3 separate regions of the Anas platyrhynchos genome follow, and all the other regions are linked to region 2. A link is a contact called in public Hi-C data. All regions are on one chromosome and are shown on one strand. Each heading gives the region's core, a stretch centred on a gene start, on an enhancer-like site or on the middle of the called end of the contact. The rest is flanking DNA. Distances are from core to core; before and after follow the strand shown.

Region 1 (2,700 bases), core at 139-2,638, 87 kb before region 2:
TGAGCAACCTCACAGGGGGGTTGTGGAGAGGCAGGGACTTCGTCAAACACAGAGCCACGGGAGGGTGGCTCATCAAAAAGCCACAGCAGAGGCATATCTGTGGGAAACGATCACTGCACAAACACATCCTTCTGCAGAAATACCACTTTGTTTCTCACACATCCGAGTGCTTTGGGGAGGAGGAGGAGGAGGAGGCGATGGCAGAGATGTCCCCAGTGTCACCCTGTGCCATGAGTGCCCAAGCCCCAGCTGGGAAATCCCTGCAGCAGTGAGCGCAGGGGAGTGAGGGACATGGGGACGTGATTAGTGAGGGACTTGGTAGGTGGTTGGACGTGATCCTGAAGGTCTTTCCCAGCCTGGATGGTCCTGGGTCCCCGTGAATCCCAGCCTGGCCGAGGGCCTGCAGGAGGGCCGCAGCTGGAGCCGTGCCGAACCCAGGGCAATGCGGATTGACAGGCAAAATCCCAAACTGCATCATCCTGTCCTACGGCTCTCCTGTGTGTCTGTACAGTAGAGAGACCTCTGAACCCGCGTCTTTCCTCTAGCAATTAAACTTACTATTTTGTCATTACATCTTGTTTGGGGATAAAGGTTAACATTCTTGTGTGAAGGCCCCGGGGGGCAGCCCAGGCTGGGGGTGTCTTGGCCAGGCTGCTGGGGCCAGGCTGCTCCCCACGGGGATCGGGGGCGCACCGGGTTGGGGAGAAATCTCATGCTGTGGGCTCGGGCCTGAAATCCCCTTAAATCTCCCATTTTTTGTGGTTTTACAGCAGGAGGCGAGGCGCAGACCCCATGGACACAGCCCCTGAGGAACCCCCCCCCCCGCGGTGCTGTTTCAGGGGTGGGTGCCGGCAGCCCGGGGCAGGGCGGGTGCCGCTTCCCCACCCCACAGCAGGGCTCGGGGGGCTCCGAAATTTGGGGGCTGCGGGGTCAGAGCGGGGAGAACAGCGCTCAGCAGGCGGAGGAGCCCCGGCTGCAGGGCTGGAGATGCGGCGGAGGCACGGTGCAGCCCCCAGCACCCAAAGGGGGGTTGGTTTGGGGACTTGGGAGCTGAGGGCAGCACCCGAGCAGCACGGGCGTGGGGCGTCGCCTGTCGCGACAGCGCGTGGCCGTGTCGCCTATCGCCCTGCCGCCCGCTCCGTACCGCGGCCGCTCCTGAGGCAGCCCCGGGCGCGGCTCCCCTCAGCGCGCCGCAGCCAATCAGCGCCTCTCCTCCCCCCCGCTCCCTCCCTTCTCCCCGCCCCTCCCCTCTCATTGGCCGCTCCCTCCCAGCGGCCGGGCCGGCCAAGCGGCGGAGCGCGGCGCTGATTGGCCGAGCCCTCTGCCCGTCACCCGCCTCCCCTACCCCGTCCCCCGCCCCTCCGCCTTGGCTCCGCGCTGCCCGCGGCGGCGCCGCCGAGAGCGGGGCCGGGGCCGGGGCCGGGCGGGGGGCGCCGAGGGGGCGGCCGCGGGGCCGCGCTGAGGCCGGGCCGGGCCGGGCCGGGCAGATCCGAGCCGAGCCGGGCGGCCCCGAGCCGAGCCGAGCCGCCCCAGCCATGCAGCCGCGAGCGGCCGCGGGCACATGGGGCAGCCCCTGAAGCGGCGCCTCGACGTGCCCGGCGCGGTGCCCTCGGTGCTGCGGCGGCGGCTGCTGCTGCTGGGCGCCATGCTCGGCCTCTGGCTCTGCCTCTTCTACTCCTGCGGCGGCTCCTGCGCCGGGCTGGCGGCCCCCGGGGGCTCCCCGGAGCCGCGGGGTCCGTCGGGGGGCGGCCCGGCCCCCCCCCCACCTCCTCCCCCGCCGCCCCCGGGGCTGCCCGAGGCCGCCCGCCCCATCTCCAGCCTGACCGACGGCACCGGCAGCAAGCGGCTGCCGCAGGCCGTCATCATCGGCGTGAAGAAGGGGGGGACGCGGGCGCTGCTGGAGTTCCTGCGGGTGCACCCCGACGTGCGCGCCGTCGGCGCCGAGCCCCATTTCTTCGACCGCAACTACGAGCGGGGCCTCGCCTGGTACAGGTAGGGCACGGCACGGGGCGCCCCTCCCGGCCCCTCCGCGATCCCCCCGCCTCCAGGGAAAACCCCAAAATCCCCCCCAAAAAGCCCTGAGCCCGCTGGCCCCGTTACCCTCGGTGCGCTCAGTGCTGGAATCGCACAGAAACGCTTTTTTTTATTATTATTAATTTTTTTTTCTTCCCCGCCGCTCGTCTCGCCGCGCTCCCGGGGCTTCATTTTTATTATTTTTTATTATTTTTTAATTATTTTTATTATTTATTTGCCGGCGCCTCCGTTTCCCGCACCCTCGGAGCGCGGCCGGGGCGGGACCCCCGGGGGGGGAATTTCATAGAGGGGACGGGAGAAGGGGCCGGGAAAGCGGCCGGCGGCGGGCGAGGCGGTAAAAGCGGTATTAAAAGCATTGAAAAGCATAAAAAGCATTTTAAAAAAAGCTCAAAAATCGCGGCACCGCTTCCCGCAGATGCCCCCGTGCGGGAGCCCGCAGGGTGCGGGGGGGATGCGCAGCCCCGACGGCAGCGCCTTCGGTCCCCCCCCGGCGCCTCCGTGTTTTAATTCAGCTTTAATTCGGCTTTAATTCGGGTTTAATTCGGCTTTAATTCGGGTTTAATTCGACATCCGCTGGCTGCGTGCAGGGAGCAGCGACCCAAATCTTGTGGCCGGGTGGCAGCCGAGCCCCAGGAGCTGCCACCCTCGGGGGTTCTCCGCGGATTT
Region 2 (2,700 bases), core at 187-2,686:
TCAGTCGCAGCCCCCAGCATCAGGCTGCACCACGAGGACCCCACAGCTCTGTGCTGCAGCCACGGTTTGTCTTTAAGGCTCCTCTTGAAAGCAAATGGGCCCTACCCACCCTATGGCCGTGGATGTGGCTTTTTGGCAGAGCAAGCAGTCAGCTGGGTCCAGCTCTGGGTGGCAGCGGGGAGAGGGGAGCCCTCAGTGGGTGCTCCTGGAGTGTGACGTGGGTGCCAAGTGCGTGAGTGTACATCTGAAGGGGGCATCTCTGATGCCCATCTACTGGGCATCAGTGGCCCAGTGGAAATCCTAAAGGTCTCCACTGCCCCTCAAGCATGGGGTGAGGACATTGGTGAGAAGGGCACAGGCACAGCTCGAAGGCCTATTTAGCAAATCGTCTGCAGCTGCTCAGACTGGGGAGTTCAAACTGTGTGGATGCAGTCTTGAGTGGAGCAGCAAAGGCTGGGAAGTTTCAATCCAGCCTTGTAGGTTTAATAAAAAAAAACAAAAACAAACAAACAAAAAAAAACTTCTTATCAGCAGGCGGCACATTTTCTCCCCAAACTTTCATTTTTTGTCTATCATAATGAGGTTTTGTTAAAAGAGAAAGAATCTGTTTTTCCTTTGGTGCAATGAGTAACAGGGATTTTTAGCTTTTCTTTTTCCTTTCTTTGCTGAAAATTTCACTATCCCGGGGAGCTGCTGCAGAGCTAACCCCAAAGAGCACCAGATCTGGACAGGGTTTGGAGGGTGCCAAGGACCCTGGAGGAGCTTGGGGAATGCTCAGATCTGAGGAGAAGTGCTGCATTTGTTCCTCAGGCTCTACGTTTCTTAGGCCAGGTTTTTCTGTGCTTATAATGAAGAAAAATTGAGCTTTTTTTTTTTTTAATTCCTATTTTGTTTTGGGGAGGGGAGGAGGCTGTTGTTGGAGTGTGGGATTACTAATCAAAATGGGGCTTTGGTCTGCCACGACATCTCTGCTGCAGTCTGTTGGCAGAGGAGCTTCTGAACTGCCTTGAGACGTGACAGAAAATAATCAGGGTGCTGGTGAGGACTAGCAGAAGGTCTGCTTTGTTTGGAGGCCGATGGGACGGTCCCAAGGTCAGCTCTTATCAGGAAGGGGAGGCTGCTCTGGGGGCGATGCACTGGGCCCAGAGGGCGCCTCCCCTGCCCCGAGGGGCGCTGACCTGGGAGAGGGCGCTTATGGGGCCGGCGTCTCTCCCTGGCCTTGCTGATAGGGATGCTGTGTTTTTTTTTTGTCTGTGGCTAACCCGCTTTCTCCTCTTTGACCCCTCCTGAGCATCCAGCGGCTTCACCTTGGCTTCTCCCTCAGTTCGGAAAATCACGTCTCCGACTTTTTTGTCAGAGCTGAGCTTCCCTGGGTGGTTGTGCTTCGGGCAAGAGCTGCATGACTCAGCTGTGAGCCACCGTGATGGCCAAAACACTGATTTAAACCCACGTTTCCAAACCTCCCTTTTTGTTTATCTCGCCTCTGTGCTGTCTGTGTTGCCCTGAGTCAGAACTGGGAGGCTTCCTGCCAAAACACCTCGAGCCACTTGCTTTACCAAACGCTGTCTTTTAGAAGTAAATGTGTTTTCAGGGGAACAAAAGCCAGATCTCGGGAACGTTCACACTGACATCTTTTCCTGTAAACAGCCTGGTTTTAAATTGAAATCAGTTTTGGTAAAAGGTTATTAGTAGCAAGCTGAAAGATAGAAGGTTGGGTATCAGCAACTGCCAGCGGTTTTGTTTGGAGATGTCTCATCAAACCTGCACTTTGGCCCGGCTTGTCCAGGGCAACCTGTGCATGGACTTCAACCTGCACGGAGAGTCCTGTGGGCACTGTTTTACTGCCTATTTTTAAAACTTGGAAAATAGGATTGATTAGCAGGAAACGGACAGGCATTTCAGCTGTTCTTTCACTTGCAGGTGGGCCCCAGTGCAAGCAGATGGGAGAACGTGGGCAAGAGCTTGAGTCTATTTGTTGGGGTGTTTTCTCTGCTCCACCCTAAAAGAAGTTTTGTTGGGGCTAGAGTTGTTTCTCTGGGGCAAGCTGAAGGAGGTGCATTTCCCTGACCAGTGCCATACAGCAAAGTAGGGTTGTACCCATGGCAAGAGGGAGCAGGGCTCTGCCCCAGCCCCTTTGGCTCAGGCATGGGCTGCGGCGTGGATTGGCACTGCCAGGCCCTCGTGTCCCTACAGCCACACACACAACACGAGGAGGTGCAGCTGCTGTTTCCTCTGGCACTTTGGGTTTGTTTGTCCTCCCCATTGTTTGTACACGGGGAGCTGCAGGGCAGAGCTGCCCTCCTCCCCGTGGGCACAGGACCGAGCCGCGGGGATGCTGTGTCCTGGCGTTGCGGTGGGCAGGAGTCCTCGCTCCTTGCTGCCGCTTCTGCGCCAGGTGGGACGGCTGCAGCTCTGGGTGATCGTGATCAGACGGAGACCAGGTGGAAACGTGCAGCGCTCACGTGGTGAGAGCTGGGTTTGTTTACCCTCAGCCTGAATTCAGCCCTCGGCTGCTTGTTCCTCCTGCTCAACAGGATCTCCCTGCGATGCTCTCCCAGTAACTGGGTCAGCCCGAGCAGAGGGCCCCGTGCCACGCTCCAAATGTCTGTCTGTCTTTTTATTCTTTGTTATTTATATATTTATTTATTTATTTTTTCCCAGTGCTGAATCCTTTATTTAAACTCTCCCCAGAAGCCTGGA
Region 3 (2,700 bases), core at 11-2,510, 94 kb after region 2:
GTCAGCCTCAGGTGGTTTCTCATTAAAGGAAGGCAGCTGGGTTGTGACAATCAGCCTTTCCAGAGCAATTCCTACAGCTGTGAGTCCAACCTGGGGGCATCCAGAAGGCATAGCCAGAAAGGGTCCATTGCAAACCATTGCTATTGCTCATCTGCCTTAGCTTATTTATGTAGTTTGATGCGTCATCCCCTCCAGTCAGAAGTGGGGGACCATCTGGGGGCTCACTACTGACCTCCTGTGCCACCCTTGCCATGTTCTGTGTCTCTTACATACAGTCTGCTGTCAAAAAAAATCATCGTCATCATAATAAAACCCCAACAGAGCTACTTAGCAGCTGTGTCATAATTCAAACCTGTGCCCCCACACCTACAAAATCTAAGCAAATTTGTGCTGCTTCCCACCACTGCCCCAAGAGCTCGGGTCCCAGCTGCTCTGTGAGTGCCAGGCCACCAAACCACCTTGATGAAGACCACCCCATCCCCAAACTCCCTCCAGTCCACCAGAGAAACCAAGTTAGCAGTATCAGGATGAACCCATGGATAGATGGGTTACTGTAAGGGAAATAAAACCTGTTGTTGTCACACCTCTGTACAAAGCTGCAAAAAATGTATTGGGGTCCAGCATCAGGACAAAGAAGCATCCCCAGGTGTTGAACTGTGTTCAGATTCTTGGCTTCTCTTGCAGCTATTGAGAAGCTAAAGGCAGATGTAACTCGTTGCCTACTTACAGAGCACATACACTACATGCAGGCAGCACGAATGCCCTCTTAGAAGTGGTATATTCAGGTGGGAGAGTTTGCAGTGTTGGTGTGGAGGTGGGTGTCTGCCCAGCACTACCTCCTGCCCCTTCCTATGCTCTGCTCCCCACAGCAGAGCCAGGAGCTGCACCTGGCCAGACACAGCTCTGCAAACACAGAAAGGCTGTGGGAGCCCAGGAAGAACATGAAACACAGCCCTAAACCTCACTGAAAGCCTGGCTCAGTCCAAGGCAGGCTTTTAGCAGTTCTCCTCCTGCCCTCTGCCCCAGCCAGCGCTGACAACACAAGGGTGCTAAGGGTAGAGACACAGCAAAACGCCTTGCAGGAGAGCAGCTCCCTGCTCCTCATCTCATTCCCCACTCCCCAGGGGCCCTCTCTCTTGATCACCTGAGAGACTGCCACCGAACCCTGCCCAAGGAGGGGCTCCCTGGGTCTGGACCCTAAATCCCTGCTCTCGGCTGTGATCCACAAGCAAAGGGACCCCAGGTGCTGCAGGGGTCACACAGTGCACCTGGGTGATACCCAGTTGCTAAAGGGTTAAAAATGGTGAGTGTGCCCTGGAGCAGGGGCTAAGCACCCCCACTGGGAGGTTACAGGTTGGGCACAGCAGCTGGTGTCTGGACCAACCTTTTAATAAAGCCCTAAGTATTTACCCTTTCAAAGGGGCTTGATGAAAAGATCCTCCAGCCTCAGATAGGTGGATTTTCCCCTCTGTCCCTGCTCCTTGGAAGATGGCACATGGGCATGCACGGAGCCAACAGGCAGAGAACAGACCCACCAGCACACAAACCCATCGCAGCTGCCAAACCAACCTGATCCCGCCAGCTGGTCTCGCTTAGCGGGGCAACAGGGGAGCTGCAAGAGGCAGGAAGACCGAGAGGGAAGTAGTTAAGTTGGAATTAATTTGTCACTCCATATTTAACCAACCTCAAAACTATTAAACAAATCTAATAGGAAATATCCCCCAGATTCCAGATACCTCTGCGTTGCCTGCTGGGGACCAGCCACCGCACAGGGCTTCAGCCGCCGGGCAAATTGGTGCAGGGGAAAGGGGTTCCCTCCTCCACCACCCCCAAGCCGTGCTTAATTCAAGTTTTACCCTAATCCTGGAGGATAATTCATGGAAGAAGCACAGAGGGTATCCGACACCCCAAGCTGAAGTGCTTTAGGGTTTCCTGGCTCTTGCTGGAAGGAAACACAGGGGATGCTGTAGGGCAGCAAGAACTTAGGAGCAGTGATTTCTGTCCTGGACTCATCAGTGATTTTTCCACCTCTCAGAAAGAAAAAAAAAGTATTCCAACTCCTCACACATTAGTTGCAACTACCACCCTCTCTGCATCTGGAATAAAGAGGGAATTGGGAGATTTAAGGCTCCAGATGGAGTGGAATTGGATTTTATTGCCAAAAGCACAAGCTCAGCAGCTAGAATATGGAGAGAAACTAGGGGTGGAAAGCTTGCCTATAATATAACAACAAAAAGCAGCCTATAATATAACAACAAAAAGCAGCTTTTTCTTGCAAATGGGTGAATCCAAGCCAACCCCTCTGCATGGCTTGAAACAGTTGGTGACAACACTTTTCTTGCCGTGGGACGCTGTTAGTTGTTGCCTCAGGTGTGTGCTCTGCTTTTGAGTGAACAGAAATACAAGAATATCCTCCCCTGGATAAAGTTACCGAGGAAGTATCAAATATTGCAAGGAACGGAGTTCTGCCTAATTACTATAGCAGAATAAATTGAGATGAGTTTTGCATAAGCACCCTCCCTGCCGAGGATAACCAGCCGTGTAGTTTAGAGTGGTAACCCACCGTATTTTTAAAAGAAAAAGAAGAAAAGCAAGGCCAGTTGCTGGCTGGAAGAGCTTGCACAACCGCTCGCACTAGCATTCATCTTTGCCCTGATTAAAGCAACATTCCCCGAGTGTTTCTGCGGGTAATTAACACTT

What was found. Hi-C and Micro-C count contacts between places; a contact is called where the count stands out from the background.
Region 1: a Hi-C map of small yellow follicle shows a contact between it and region 2, with 4 times the contacts expected there. The contact joins the promoter of LOC101793969 here to the enhancer-like site in region 2. A contact is called at or near these places in 3 of 8 Hi-C or Micro-C datasets (F5 follicle, skeletal muscle and small yellow follicle).
Region 3: a contact with region 2 is called in a Hi-C map of skeletal muscle, with 4 times the contacts expected there. The contact joins two enhancer-like sites. A contact is called at or near these places in 2 of 8 Hi-C or Micro-C datasets (F5 follicle and skeletal muscle).

Annotation. Positions count from the first base shown.
Region 1 is chr19:10,087,587-10,090,286 of IASCAAS_PekinDuck_T2T, forward strand. It overlaps LOC101793969 (heparan sulfate glucosamine 3-O-sulfotransferase 3B1), which reads left to right and starts at 1,389. Exons shown (of 2, transcript XM_027471236.3): 1 at 1,389-1,992. The coding sequence starts at 1,562.
Region 2 is chr19:10,174,330-10,177,029 of IASCAAS_PekinDuck_T2T, forward strand. The region is part of intron 8 of LOC106019328 (a long non-coding RNA gene); the gene reads left to right. Among named protein-coding and RNA genes, the nearest start is that of COX10, 200 kb to the left of the region's middle. Within about 2 kb of position 1,437, at least 5 of the 8 cell types and tissues checked have an H3K27ac peak or open chromatin away from gene starts, as enhancers often do. A contact at or near this core is called in F5 follicle and small yellow follicle, where this site is marked.
Region 3 is chr19:10,268,456-10,271,155 of IASCAAS_PekinDuck_T2T, forward strand. All of the region lies in intron 2 of LOC110353853 (a long non-coding RNA gene), which reads right to left. Among named protein-coding and RNA genes, the nearest start is that of PMP22, 120 kb to the right of the region's middle. Within about 2 kb of position 1,261, at least 1 of the 8 cell types and tissues checked has an H3K27ac peak or open chromatin away from gene starts, as enhancers often do.